3 separate regions of the Mus musculus genome follow, and all the other regions are linked to region 3. Evidence: chromatin contacts called from public HiChIP or PLAC-seq and promoter capture Hi-C data. All regions are on one chromosome and are shown on one strand. The core of a region is the stretch at or near the end of the contact, and the rest is flanking DNA. Distances in the headings are between cores, read along the strand shown.

What was found. HiChIP or PLAC-seq counts read pairs in DNA pulled down with a chosen protein or histone mark. Capture Hi-C pulls out chosen DNA fragments and counts their contacts.
Region 1: a contact with region 3 is called in a promoter capture Hi-C map of liver, with 2.1 times the contacts expected there. The contact joins the promoter of Usp19 here to the promoter of Traip in region 3. A contact is called at or near these places in 3 of 39 promoter capture datasets (the SN4741 cell line, erythroid cells and pre-B cells), 1 of 115 datasets of contacts at active chromatin or transcription factors (double positive thymocytes) and 1 of 9 other capture datasets (liver).
Region 2: a contact with region 3 is called in an H3K27ac HiChIP or PLAC-seq map of microglia, with 6 times the contacts expected there. The contact joins the promoter of Prkar2a here to the promoter of Traip in region 3. A contact is called at or near these places in 1 of 39 promoter capture datasets (neural stem cells) and 1 of 115 datasets of contacts at active chromatin or transcription factors (microglia).

Annotation. Positions count from the first base shown.
Region 1 is chr9:108,488,899-108,493,229 of GRCm38.p6, reverse strand. It overlaps Usp19 (ubiquitin specific peptidase 19), which reads right to left and starts at 2,554. Exons shown (of 27, transcript NM_027804.4): 1 at 2,335-2,554; 2 at 500-759; 3 at 230-262; 4 at 1-94. The coding sequence starts at 623. Lamb2 (laminin, beta 2) reads right to left here. Exons shown (of 33, transcript NM_008483.3): 29 at 3,856-4,063; 30 at 3,636-3,777; 31 at 3,277-3,453; 32 at 3,025-3,184; 33 at 2,700-2,946. The coding sequence ends at 2,810.
Region 2 is chr9:108,690,062-108,694,174 of GRCm38.p6, reverse strand. It overlaps Prkar2a (protein kinase, cAMP dependent regulatory, type II alpha), which reads right to left and starts at 2,032. Exons shown (of 11, transcript NM_008924.3): 1 at 1,463-2,032. The coding sequence starts at 1,718.
Region 3 is chr9:107,949,155-107,953,284 of GRCm38.p6, reverse strand. It overlaps Traip (TRAF-interacting protein), which reads right to left and starts at 2,322. Exons shown (of 15, transcript NM_011634.3): 1 at 2,113-2,322. The coding sequence starts at 2,210. It overlaps Camkv (CaM kinase-like vesicle-associated), which reads right to left. Exons shown (of 11, transcript NM_145621.2): 11 at 3,594-4,130.

The DNA of each region.
Region 1 (4,331 bases), core at 1,305-3,804, 540 kb before region 3:
GCAGCATCTACATCCTCCAGACGTACGGGACCTGTTCCCACGCGCAGCTTAACAATCACCTCATCTGCACTCTGCCTCCAATCGAGCAACAATTCTACAGGGAGAGAGGGGTAGAGATCAGAGGGGTCTCAACAAGGTGCTAATGGTGACAGACAGGTACACGAGCCAAGCCTACCGCTCCAGATGGGAGCTAAATTCTCCTTTCTCTCACGTAGCACTCAGTACTCACCATCTTTGGTTGGTTCCTTTCGAGGAAGGGACACTGGCAACAAAAGGAACAGACAGGAATGAGTGAGCCAGACCCCAGACACTCCCATCTCATTAATCTTAGCCACGTCTCTCAGGTGGAAAGCCCAGGTTCTACCCAGCCTGCCATGGATCTTTTTCTCCCCATCAAACCAGGATAGAGGAGGAAGAGACAGGACCCCCACCCCCACCCCAATACTTGCATGTCCAGTGATAAGGGAAGCCGTAGGCACTCTGGAAAAGCCCCTCCTACCTCTCCTAGCATCTCCATCTTTACTTTCCAGGTTTGCTCGATCCTTCTGTTTCTTCTTACTAGTGGCCTCTTCCAGTCCTGGCGGCCCCCTCCTGGGCCCTGTAGCACTGGCCCCTGCAGACATCTTGAGCCGCTTGGTAGCCAGCCAGAGTGGCCCAGAGTCGGCAACAGCGTCTGGGTCAGGGCTGCGGCGCTTTCTTCCCGGCCCAGCTATCTTGGCAACTCTTTGTGGCCAAATTCTTCAGCAAAGAACCAAGAGCCTAATGAAAATAGACCACGAGTCACTGCCAAGGCCAAGTGATCTGCTCCCTGCCTACAAGGGCTGAGCAACGCAGGCCTCTCTGAACCCTAATGGGCAGGATTCTCACCAGCTGAGGCAGCCATGCGCACTGTGAGGCTACCCTGTGAGGAAATAAATAATTCAAGCAGTGGCAAGTGCTTCAGGCCACGCCTCCTGGGTATCTACAGAAACCCACAACGCTGGAAGGCTGCACTGAGGAAGTGCTAGGTCAAGGCAGTTGTGGCCTGGGACCAGGATCATCCTCTGGATGAGAGCCATGGCTCCAACCCACAGGTCTGCACTCTGAGCAGCCTGCTCTGCTTCCTTCACTCTCGCCGGCTGCTTAGTCACCGCCAGACAAGTAGAGAGTGAAGGAGTCAGGCAGCAGAGAGGGAGACCAAGGAATAGTCAGAGCAGCAGAAGGGCAGACTCTGAAGCTGAAAACGGCCCCAGGTGCTGCCACTAACCAGAAAGGCTCTGGTACTAAAGCATCTAGTCTGCTTCCTGCCGGCTCCTATTTTTTGCCATAAACCAGCTCCTGAAACTTGATCTTTTGTTTCCACCTAAAGAAGGATCGATCTCTCTCTCCTCAGCCTTAAAGATTAGGAGTGGAGGCGGGTGGTGGTGGCGCACGCCTTTAATCCCAGCACTTGGGAGGCAGAGGCAGGCGGATTTTCTGAGTTCGAGGCCAGCCTGGTCTACAGAGTGAGTTCCAGGACAGCCAGGGCTACACAGAGAAACCCTGTCTCGAAAAAAAAAAAAATGAGGAGTGGACTCCAGTTTTAAGACACGGTGATAGGCTTAACAACGAAACAGACATCACCCCTGTCTCCAGGTTCCTTCCTTCATCATCAGCTCTGAGCCACGGAGGCCTGATCTGTTTCCCACCTGTGTGTGGATTCGGGCTCCCTCCATCCAAAGTGAAGTTCTCAAAACTAGTGAGGGTGGAGATGGAACGTAGACCTAGTACTAGCCCTGGCAGCCTCAAGCCCGGCTTGCGAGACGAAGGAGATTGAACTGTAGCCTGTGTTCCCTTAGGGGAGAGTGGGGTGATAAAAATACCCTTGGACGATAAGAGTGATGAGCGGAATCTTTAGTGACAGTCCGTCCAGGCCTCTGGGCAGAGCACCCGCCGTTTCCTCCTTACACCGAGGCCCGATTCACAGCCGGAATCCCTCCCCCATGCTCTGAAAGCCGTCGAAGCGGCAGAGAAACTATCCGGAGATCCCAGCTGGTTAGAGAAGCTGCGCAGAGTTACTGAACGCAGACCAACGCCCCGGCTAGGATGCTGCCCTCCTCCAGCCTCCGAATCCCAGGCCTGCCACCACCTCCTCCAGGAAGCCACCCTCGCTCGCCGCTAATCCTCTTAAAAACAGAGAGGCCGGCCACAGGGGTAGCATAACGGCTCGGTCGGCATCGGTAGGCCGAGCACGCCGCGAGGCTCGAGATGTCGGGGCTGGCACGGCCCGTGACCTTGAACAGGCCCGCCCCGGGCCAACCTTGCGGCCTTCCCCCGCTGCGGCCAAACCGGCGACTTGAGGCCCACACCACTCACCGAGCGAGACCGCCGCCACCAGCCCTCTTCGGGCCCTGGCAACACGCTCTCGATTCCGGTTCCGGCGTCGGGTCGGTTCCGGTTCCGGCGCGCCCCTCCCCCGTCCCGGCTCCTCCGCCACCGCCGCCTTCGCCGCTGCTTCAGCCGCTTGTTTTGTTTCGACTTCTAGCTACGGCTACGGGAGGCGGGGTGCCGAGCTGATGACGCACTTCCGGCAAGAGTGGGAGCTCTTGGTGAAGGGCAGCTTTGGGGAGGGCGGGAAAGGAAGAGGAGGGGTTCCGGTGCTCGGCCTCTGCTGGTAGCCTACAGCTGATGGCGTGTATAAAGGTCCTCCGCCCCTCCCATCAAAGGCCAGACAACACAGAGGAGGTTCACACAGGTTTATTGAAAGCTCTTGCTAGCCAGGAGCTCTTTAATGTGCGGACGATCGTGTGCAGAACAGTGCTTGGCGACAAGGCTAGGCCCTAGGGAGTGGTCACTGGCAGGTGTTGTAGATCTGGACCTGCAAGTTGATGGCCTGGAGCACACTGCGCATCCTGGCTTCCAGCCCATCCAGCTGGGCCGCTTTGCCCTCCAGTGCACGCTCGTTCTCCTCATATGTGCCCTCCAGCTCTAGAAGGGTCAAGAAATAGTTCAAGTCTTTTCTCACGCAAGCCCACCTTTCTAGCTCCCGCCCACCATGGTCCTCACCCTGTAGCCGCTGCAGCTTATCCTGAGCGGCCTGCAACAGGTCCCGAGCCTCATCCCGCAGTTGTTCTGCCCTGGCTTGTGCAGCCAGAACACCTTCAGCCTTCCGCTCTGCCAACGCCCTCACTGTTTGGTATTGGTCACCTACTTGTTCCCGTAGTTGCTGCAGATGTAAGAGGCAGGGTCGGTATACTAATTCAGTGGAATTCTAACTATAATACCCCTACCCCATCCAGAGGGCTTCGCCCAACCCACTTTCTCAGCCTCCCTGGCACGGCTCTGGGCACTGCCTGCTGTTTCTTCCGCTGTAGATGCTGCCAGGCTATTTCCTGCCCGTTTCAGTTTCAGGGCCTCCAGGAGGGCGTCTAATTGCCGAGCCCGCTCACCGGCAGAGTTCAGAGACTTCTCTGCACCTGCCATCCTCTCCTGGACCTGCCACAGAAAGGCCCAGGTTTAACAAATCCACCTTTAGTACCAGCAACTGAGAAGGAGAAGCAAGTTGATCTCTGTAACTTCCAGGCTGCCCAGGGCTACACAGTAAGACCTCCCTGTCCCAGACAAAGCAAGCCAGATCCTTAGTACATGCCCATCACCTCGTCCTAAGGAAGTCATACCCGCTGCAGGGTCTGCTCTGTGTTTTGTGTGTCAACCACTGCTCCCCAGATGGCACCCTGAGCAGCTCCTTGTGCCCTCTGAGCCTCCTCCAGTGCCGCTTGGACTGTCTCTGCCTTCTGTCTCTCACCCTCGGCCCGGCTCCTGAGGAAGAGGGGAGATCAGGGTCTACAGGTATCAGGACCAGGTTTCAGGAATGGGGACCAGGCTTGGGGGTCAGACCGTGCCCGGTGCGCATCTTGCAGTAGCTGTTCAGCCCGACGCACGTCGCCCATGGTATGGGCCAGGATTGTGTCCACGTCGGCCAGGCTTCGGACGCGTTCTGCAATCTCACTGGCTAGGCGCTGGATCTGCTCGGGTGAGGCCGGGATGGAGATGTCTAGCACCCGAGTCGCTACCATTTCAATACTGTCAGGATCGGCTCCCTCCTCTATGGAGACACAGGCAAGGGCTTAACAGTCTCTCCTGCATGACCTTGGGAACACAATCTTGGTATTCTGGGGTCTCAGACTGCACATGCAATAGGAGTTTGCTAACAGGCATAAGGATGTAACCAAGGAACAGGGACTATATAAGGGACACAGACTTAGGGACATTGACTGGACAGGGACTCAGGGCCAGACATAGGGTTATAAACACATGTCCATTGCAGACACCGAGACTCAAGTACACACAGACACAAGGGAAGCAAGCACATG
Region 2 (4,113 bases), core at 783-3,282, 740 kb before region 3:
AAGATAGCCATCGCTGTCATCCAACTCCAGAGTTTATTATTCCAAGTGGGAGTCCTGCGCTCATTAATACTCTGAAGGGAGGCTCAGCGCTGGAACAGAAAATAAAAGGGCTAGTGAGATGGCTCAGTGCTTAAAGCCACAGGCTGCTCTTCTAAGGAATGCTGTTTTAATTCCCAGCACCTACATGGTGGCTTTCAACCATCTGTATCCTCTTTTGGCCTGAGAGCTGCCTAATATAGTATGCATATACATGAGGCAGATAGACAAACACATAAAGAAAAATAAATCTGCCGGTGTTGGGCATAGATTGCCCATTTTTAATCCCAGCACTACTCAGGAGGCAGAGGCAGGCAGATCTCATGAGGTCAAAGCCAATTTGGTCTACATCATCCAAGGCTACACAGTGAGACTTTGTCTCAAAAAAAAGGGGGGGGGGATTAATTAAAATTAAAACAATTAAAGCAGGCTAACTCTATTATGTTAATAAAGCATAAGTGGAAGCAACCGAGGAAATAAAATTGCTCTTTGACAGTCTTACTTAAATCAAATGAGTAGAATGTTACTTGTATACTTCCCTGCAATCAACACTGGAATCGAGGTATTGATTATGCTCGCCAGTTTGATTCAATTGTTTTAACCATATCGAAACTTGGAGGAGGAGGAGGAGGAAGAGAAGGAGGAACGCATAATTAACTGGACACGAATAAAATGGCATAACTGAAATTTCCTTTACATACTTGAGCAAAGGGAGAGAGGAAATATATATATAGGTAAAACAATAGTGAAAATATTGATAACTGTTGAATGTGAGCGGCAGGCAGTATTGGGGGAGGAGGTTCAGCTACTGAATGTGAGTGACAGCATTTAGGGAGGGGCTCAGCTCATCGTTCCTCTTATGTGTATGCTTATAAGGTTTTCATTGAGGCAGAGGTAGATAGTTGACCCCAAGTTCGAGGTCAGCTTGAACTACCTACTGAGTTCCTGCTTAATCAAGGCGATCGGCCTCGTCTCCAACAGTTTTCAGCAATAACTCTTCCAAAACGGAATTCTTTGCAAATGAAATGATCATCCGGTTTATTCGGGGCGAGCTGCCGGGTGCTGGTGCTCTTGTCTTCGGAAAGCAAGCAGGCTATGGGGTCTAAGGCAAAGAGGCAGAGCAGCTTCTGGCGGGACCGACTCAAGCTCCGCGCCACCACGCGGACCAAAGAACGCGCACGCTTCATTCAAGGCAGAATCTGACAAATCACTCTCCGTGAACGCTCGGGCTCAGAGAACCGCGGAGCTCAATTTGGAATGCTCACACGCCGGGGAACCCAAGCAGCTGGGCTGGAGAGCTCTCGGGTCTCGGCCCAGGGTAAGGCCGGGAGCCGAGCCCAGGGCACCCCTGGTCGGCCCTCGGGTCCCTCCCTGAACCCTTCACTCGGTGCCCACATCGCACCTCGGCCTTGCCCCGCCCGCCTACCTTCCAGATCGGCATCTTCCGAGTCCGAGTCACTCTCCCCGTCCTCCTCGATGACGGGGACTGCGCTGGACTCCTGCGTGTGAAAGGTCGTCGGGGAGACGATGAACGTGTCTGATTCCTGGCGGCGGGCCTCGCGCAGGCGTGTGAAGTACTCCACCGCGAAGTCGACGAGGTCGGGCGGCTGCTGCCGAAGCACCTCCACGGTGTAGCCCTGCAGCAGCTCCGTGAGCCCCGCGGGGATCTGGATGTGGCTCATGCCTGCGACGTCCGAGGGGCCCGGCGGGTCCGGGCGGCCGGCGGCTGCAACCTGCGCGCTCCCTCACGCCGGCCTGTCACTCCGCGCCCGCGGTCTCCCGCGCGGCCCGTCTCGGCCTTCCTCGCGTCGCGCCTTATTCTGGCCGGGTCTGAGTTTGTTGTGCGGGCCGCGCGACCCTTCCGCTAGCAAGCCAGCCTGGCGCCGCTGCTGTTGTCACCCGGCCGCAGCCGCCGCCGCTGCCGCCGCCGCGCCGCCGCCGCCGCGGGGACCGCCGGGCAGGCAAGCTGGACGGGCGCGGCAGGCGCCCGGGTTGTGACGCACGCGGCCGCGGGCGTGCGCGTCCCCGGCCAGGAGCTGGCCCAGAGTGCGCGTGCGCCGCTGAGCCTCCCGCTCTCGGAGCAGCCCATGGTCAAGGTGCGGGAGGCCCCGGAGATGAGGAAAGAGTGGCCCGGCTGCGAGGCGGGCTGGTTAGTGCGTCTCGCCTGGTCACAAAAACCTTTCACTCATGCTTTCGGAGCATGCTGCGAGCCTCTTAAAGGAGTGCCAGGGTCACTGAAGTGACACAGGACCACCTCACCTTGACCCCTGCTCTAGTGGAGGGCCAGAGGGCTTACTCTAGGGAACGACATTAATGCTAAGCCTAAAGTACTGAGCAGGTTTGCCCAGAGAACGATCTGGAGGAAAGTCCTGTACAACAGGAACAAAGACCTAGTCAAGTCAGAAGAACCACCTTGACTGACAGGTAGAACGATGCGTGCCTGACTGCCTGAGGTCCTAAGGAGTCTAATATGACGTCGTGAGATGTCAAAGGGGGAAGGCTTTGTAGGAAGTAAAAGTTTCAGTGAGATAGTCACTTGTGAGCCTCAAGCAGAGAAATAACCCTGAAAGAGCTCGCTCAGCCGATTGTGGGCAGTAAGAAAGCAGAATAATGCCAGGAGCTGGACAGACCTCGGGGCTTGTTCCTCCTTTTGGACACTTCCATCTTGGTCTTCAGGCCTAGACTTAGAGTCCTCCTTCCTCCCCACTCAACCCTGGGCCACACTACTTGGTGAAGTTGAGCAGACCACAGACCGTGTTGTCTTTTGCCTTTGGGAAGAGGGCAGAGGTGAACTAGAGAGGCACCTGCTGTTCCTCAACTTGTTTCCTCCTGTCACCAAACTTGAACAAAAGAAGTTACAGACCTTTCTGGAATATCCAGCCTAGGTGCTGGCCAAAGAGCCAGCGAGAATACTGTTCTCCCTCTCCCTGCCGGAACCAGCCAGCAACTCGTGAGCTTGGGAACCTGAAGGGTATTGGGATTGTTAAGCACCACCTGGTAATTAACCAGTATTAATTAAGATCTCCACTAGCACCGCCCATAAAGGCCTGGCACAAACCCAAAACCTCAGGCTGCTGGGAACTGAGCTGTGTATGGTGACAGGGGAACACCTTACTGAGGTACTCAATGTAGGGGCCAGTCCAGGCTGTAAGCTAGGTAGACCTGAGACTACAAACAGCTATGTGTCCCTGAATGTATGTTGAGTGGCGGCGAAGCAGTATCCAGCATGCTGGCTGGAGGCACTGACAGCATACTTGTGAAGACTGAATGAATGAATGAATGAATGAAGAAGGAACAAATGATACATTTCAGCAACAAAAGAAGCAGAAACTGCTCTCCTGACTTCAGTCTCATAATATGTATCATTTCTTTCAAAGCTGCTACATAATTCAAGTCTAGCCTGGGTTACATGAAACTATCTCAAATCAAAAACAAAAAAGCAAAGCAACACAGTGGAGATGGGTCTTCTCTTGAGCAGACTGGCTCTTTTTGGGGGGGTATGGGAGGAGGGGAGAGGTTGTTGGTTTGGTTTTTCAAAACAGGATTTCTCTGTGTAGTCCTGGCTGTTCTGGAACTCACTTTTTAGAGCAGGTTGACCTTGAACTCAGAGATCTGTCTCCTGAGTGCTGGGATTAGATGTGCACCACCACGGCCCAGTCTAGCCAACTCTTAAAAGTTTTCCAGGATTCAAATCTTGCCATTACAATCCAAAAAACCTAGATGTGACCCCCCCCACCACTGCACCATATTACCAAGGGAATTGCCTCTCTGCAAGCAACCCTACAGCCAAGCTTGTGGAAAGGTAAATTCACAACTCCAAGTTCCAGTCTTCCCACATTATCATGTCTTACATGTTTTAAATGGGGCACAGGCAAATGAAGAGTTAGGACTCTGACCTCAATTACAAAATAGAGAAGAGAAAGGTTGTTGACAGAGTTGGGTGTGGACAGGGTCTCCCGGTACACTGAAACCCTATTGGCCTCTGTCAGAAACAGTCTGGTTTTCCTGACCTGTTAAACAGATTCAGCACAGCCTAACCATCCATCTGTCCAACAGACAGCATTCAGAGGGCACCCT
Region 3 (4,130 bases), core at 1,073-3,572:
GAGGCAGAATGATTACAAATTCAGGGCCATCCCTGGCTACGCAGCAAGTTCAAGGCCAGCCAAGGGTACGTGAGACAAAGTGCACAGGTGGAAGCCAGAAGTGGTGGCTCTCACCTGCAATCACAGCACTCAGAAGGCTGAGGCAAGAGGACTGCCATGAATCCCAAACTAGCCAATACTACATAGCAAGACCTTGTTTCAAAAACAAAACAAACAAAAAATAGCTATAAGGCCTGGGGTATAACCAGTAGTAGAACACTTGCCTTCCAGGCACAGGACATGGATCTGAGAGACAGGGGAGGTGGGGCATATACCTGCAATCTGAGCTCTAGGAGGCAGAAGAAACAGAACCAGAAATTCAGTCAGCCTGAGCTCTACACAGCAAGGCCTGTTTGTTTGTCTGTTTTAAAAGGCTGGAGAGATGACAGCTTACTGGTTGAGAGTAGGTGTTGGTACTGCTCCTGCGGCTGTCCTGAGTTCAGTTCCCAGCACTCTTATCAGGTGACTCACGACTGTCTAGCTCCAGCCCCACGGGGATCAGATGACCCTGGCCTCTGAGGTTACCCATACTCATATGCACATAGCCACACAAAGACATACACATAGAACACATAATTTAAAATAAAAATAAGATTAAAAAAATCAGCTAGGTGTGGGTGTGGTGGCGCACACCTTTAATCCCAAAATTTGGGAGACAGTGGTGAGCAGATCTAGCTTGAGTTCGAGGCCAGCCTGGTCTACAGAGTGAGTTCCAGCACAGCCAGGGCTACACAGAGAAACACTTTCTTGAAAACAGCAAACAAAAAGACAAGAAAACCCCCACAAAATCCAACAGGTGGAACAAGATAGAAAATACTGAATATGACAAATTTCATCAGTAAGCTCACACTTAAGGCTTAAAAAGGTTCAGTTTAGTACCAAATTTTTAAAGCCAAATATGATTTCAAGAAACAGACCTAAAACATAATTACACAGGAAAGTCCAAGGTGAAAGCTTAGGGAGAGAGCAGGTGATACAAAGTAGCTTTAGTGGCGGGGTTACTTCTAACCTAACTACACAATGGCTCCTTAGGAATGGAGCTCAGGCCACACAACACTGTATTATGTGGTTTTGTTTGTTTGTCTTTTTGACACAAGGTCTGGGAAAATTCAGGCTGACTTTTGCCTTACTTATGTAGCTGAGACTAACCTTAAAACTCCCAATCATTCAGTCTCCACACTGTCCCTCCTCCCCAGCCTGTACTGGGATATGCAACACAACAGACTCTAAGGTCGGTTTTAAACAAAGCTTTGCAAATGGGAGACACCCAGAAGTGTTCACACCACTTCCTGCTTTGTGGGCCCTATTGCCCCTCAAAAACCTCCCAGTCTCCCAAAGGAGACCTCTCTTCTACCTTATTTTCTCTTTGGTTGGGAGCTTTGGATCAGCCTGCTCAGTTGCAAAGGGACTCTTTCGTCACCCACAAGACAACTGAACATCAGGACCCCTCGACGACAGGAACACACTTCCTTGCCATTCCAAGTTAAGCCAGGTGTACTGGAGTGTCTGATCAACGAGGTGTTTCTGGATAGAAACAATCCAAAGCATTCCAGCAAACGACAGACCCTTAAAGATTGCCAGAAACCTATCAGCATAAATTGGTCTGTTTCTTTTTTTGTTTTGTTTTGCGAGACAGGGTTTCTCTGTATAGCCCTGGCTGTCCTGGAATTCACTCTGTAGACCAGGCTGGCCTCGAACTCAGAAATCCGCCTGCCTCTGCCTCCCAAGTGCTGGGATTAAAGGCTTGCGCCACCACCGCCCGGCTGTTGGTCTGTCTCTTGACTCTCAAATAAAATACAATAGCTCGTTAGTGCAGTAAAAGCTCATCTTCGCTCAAACTAATAGTTTTGAAGTCATTTCTTAGCGCAATAAAGAAGCACTCTTTCACCGTGGGCTACCGGTATCACTTCCACCTGGCCCACTTCGGCCCAGGTTGGAAAGCTTCCGTGAGGCTCCTCTAATGTCGTCGTCACTTGTCTTAGTTCGGAGGAGGGATTGTCTCTAGGCCCGACACCCCCATAGCGTCTAAGTGGTTCTAGGACACGCACGGGGCCCTACACCGCCGTCACTCACCATTGCAGATGAAAAGTGTGGCCACAGTGGATGGCAGCCACGTCACGGGAGTGATCGAAGAAGTCGGAGCAGATAGTGCACAGAGCGCGGATAGGCATGATGGCTCGACTCAAGCAGCCCAGGGAACCAGCTGCCAGCGACAGACACAGTTTGGTGGCCGAACCGGCCACCGCTCCGGTTCCTTCAAATTTCGCTCCACCGCACGACTTCCGGTAGTGAACCGGAAGGAATAACAAACCCACGCCTGAGTGCTTCCCTCTGATTGGACAAACTTCGGGGCGGGGCGCTGGAGGGCTGTGATAAGCAGCCCGCCAGCCGTGCGGAATCCTGGGATTTAGCTCCTTCGGGTCTCCTGGGAGTGGGTCCCTGTTTCTACCGCAAAACCCTGCGATCCCCTGTGGCGTAAAACAGTGAAACTACAGTCTGACCCCTATCCCTGCTAAGCCGGGTATTGTCTCAAGCTAGAGCCGGTGCGAAGTGAACCAGACCCCTTCTTGCTGCACTTCAGGGCAGTCAAATAGACTGGAATGCCAAGAAAAGGGGATGATGGTACCATGGCTATGGAAAGTAATAGGCCATACGCTGGCAGCCCACAGTTCCCAAACAGAAAGAGGGCTCCCCACTTTCTAAACCTTCTACTATGGATCATCTTGGAAAGGTGGACACATTAAGTCCTAGCCCTTCGAACCACTACACTAGTCCTGGCTTTATTCAAATATGACCTAATAACCTTTGAGATTAGGTAGACACTGGAGCTAGTAATTTAGCCCTTTCCTCCCAGAATGCCTCATACCTGAGACTGTAGGATGGTGATTTTGGAGGTACAGATGCTTCAAAGACCAGGAAATAACAAACCCTCTTTATTATTCCCACATCAGATAATTTAAGGTCCTCCCTGAGAAAGGCCATCTTGAGTTGAAGCGAGGCTCCTTAGCGATTTTTACGGTATCGTTAGCAGTATTACTCCCTCAGAAGAAGCATACATAACTTTATAAAGTAGGTCTGCTCCAGCCGGGGAAGACAGAATGAAATCTTTTTGGTCTAAGTGGAAAGCACAGGTATTCACAGGAAGTAGGCATCAAGAAGCACAGAACTGTTGTGCAATCCCACCCTCTCCCCACTGTGCCCACGCGCAAGGTCACTTCCTATAGTGGTTGGCCCTGAGTAGATTCCACCTCTAAGTCCAAGTTAAGACAAAGGCTCTTTGTCAACAAGAATCGGAAAAGCGTCAGCCCTTCGGCGCTCAGCTCGGGATAGTTTTTAGCTGAAACACACCACTCTCGTGGGATTTTTAGCGTCCAGAGGAGTCCCATCAACATCATCCAGGTAGACACTGGAGAAGGTGACCTCCACTCTCACTCCAAGCAACACACTAAGCATCAACCGCTACCCAAAAACTGATCGTCCCACAGCCTCGTCCCTCCCGCACTGCCTTCCATAGGCTCCTCCCCAAGAGGACAGAGGAAGCAAAGGCAAGAGGGTGGCCAGAGGCTTTGCAGGGTGACGTTTATTTGCCAGGTTCAGTAGGCACACAGTTAGCCCACCAACCTTCACATACCAGAGCAGACCCACAGGCATGCAGGGAGAAGGGCAGGACCACCATGGAGTGCCGAGCAAGGGCAAGGACCAGCGTGGCTGCCTGTTCAGGCTGTGGTAGGGTCTGACCAAGGGCACCTGCTGAGAGCATCCCTCAGGGAGCTGGGGAACTGTAGTCTACTTCCTCATCCCAGCCAGAGCTACTTCACATGGCTGAGCAATACCTCAGCCTCTGATGGTAGACAAAGAGGAAAAGCCTCCCCATATCGCTGCACTAAGAGCAGAAAATCTGCTGCTGTGAAAAGCATGCTCCCAACGCAGCCTATGAGGTGCTGCCACGCCTCCCTGGGAGGAATAGGATTTACTGCCTGAGCCTGCATGAGGTGGCTATGGCAAAGGTCTCTTTCTTGGTAATGGCATCTAGGAAGACGATGGGGGGATGGGGGGACACCAGCCCTCCCTATCCAGCTCACAGGAAGGAG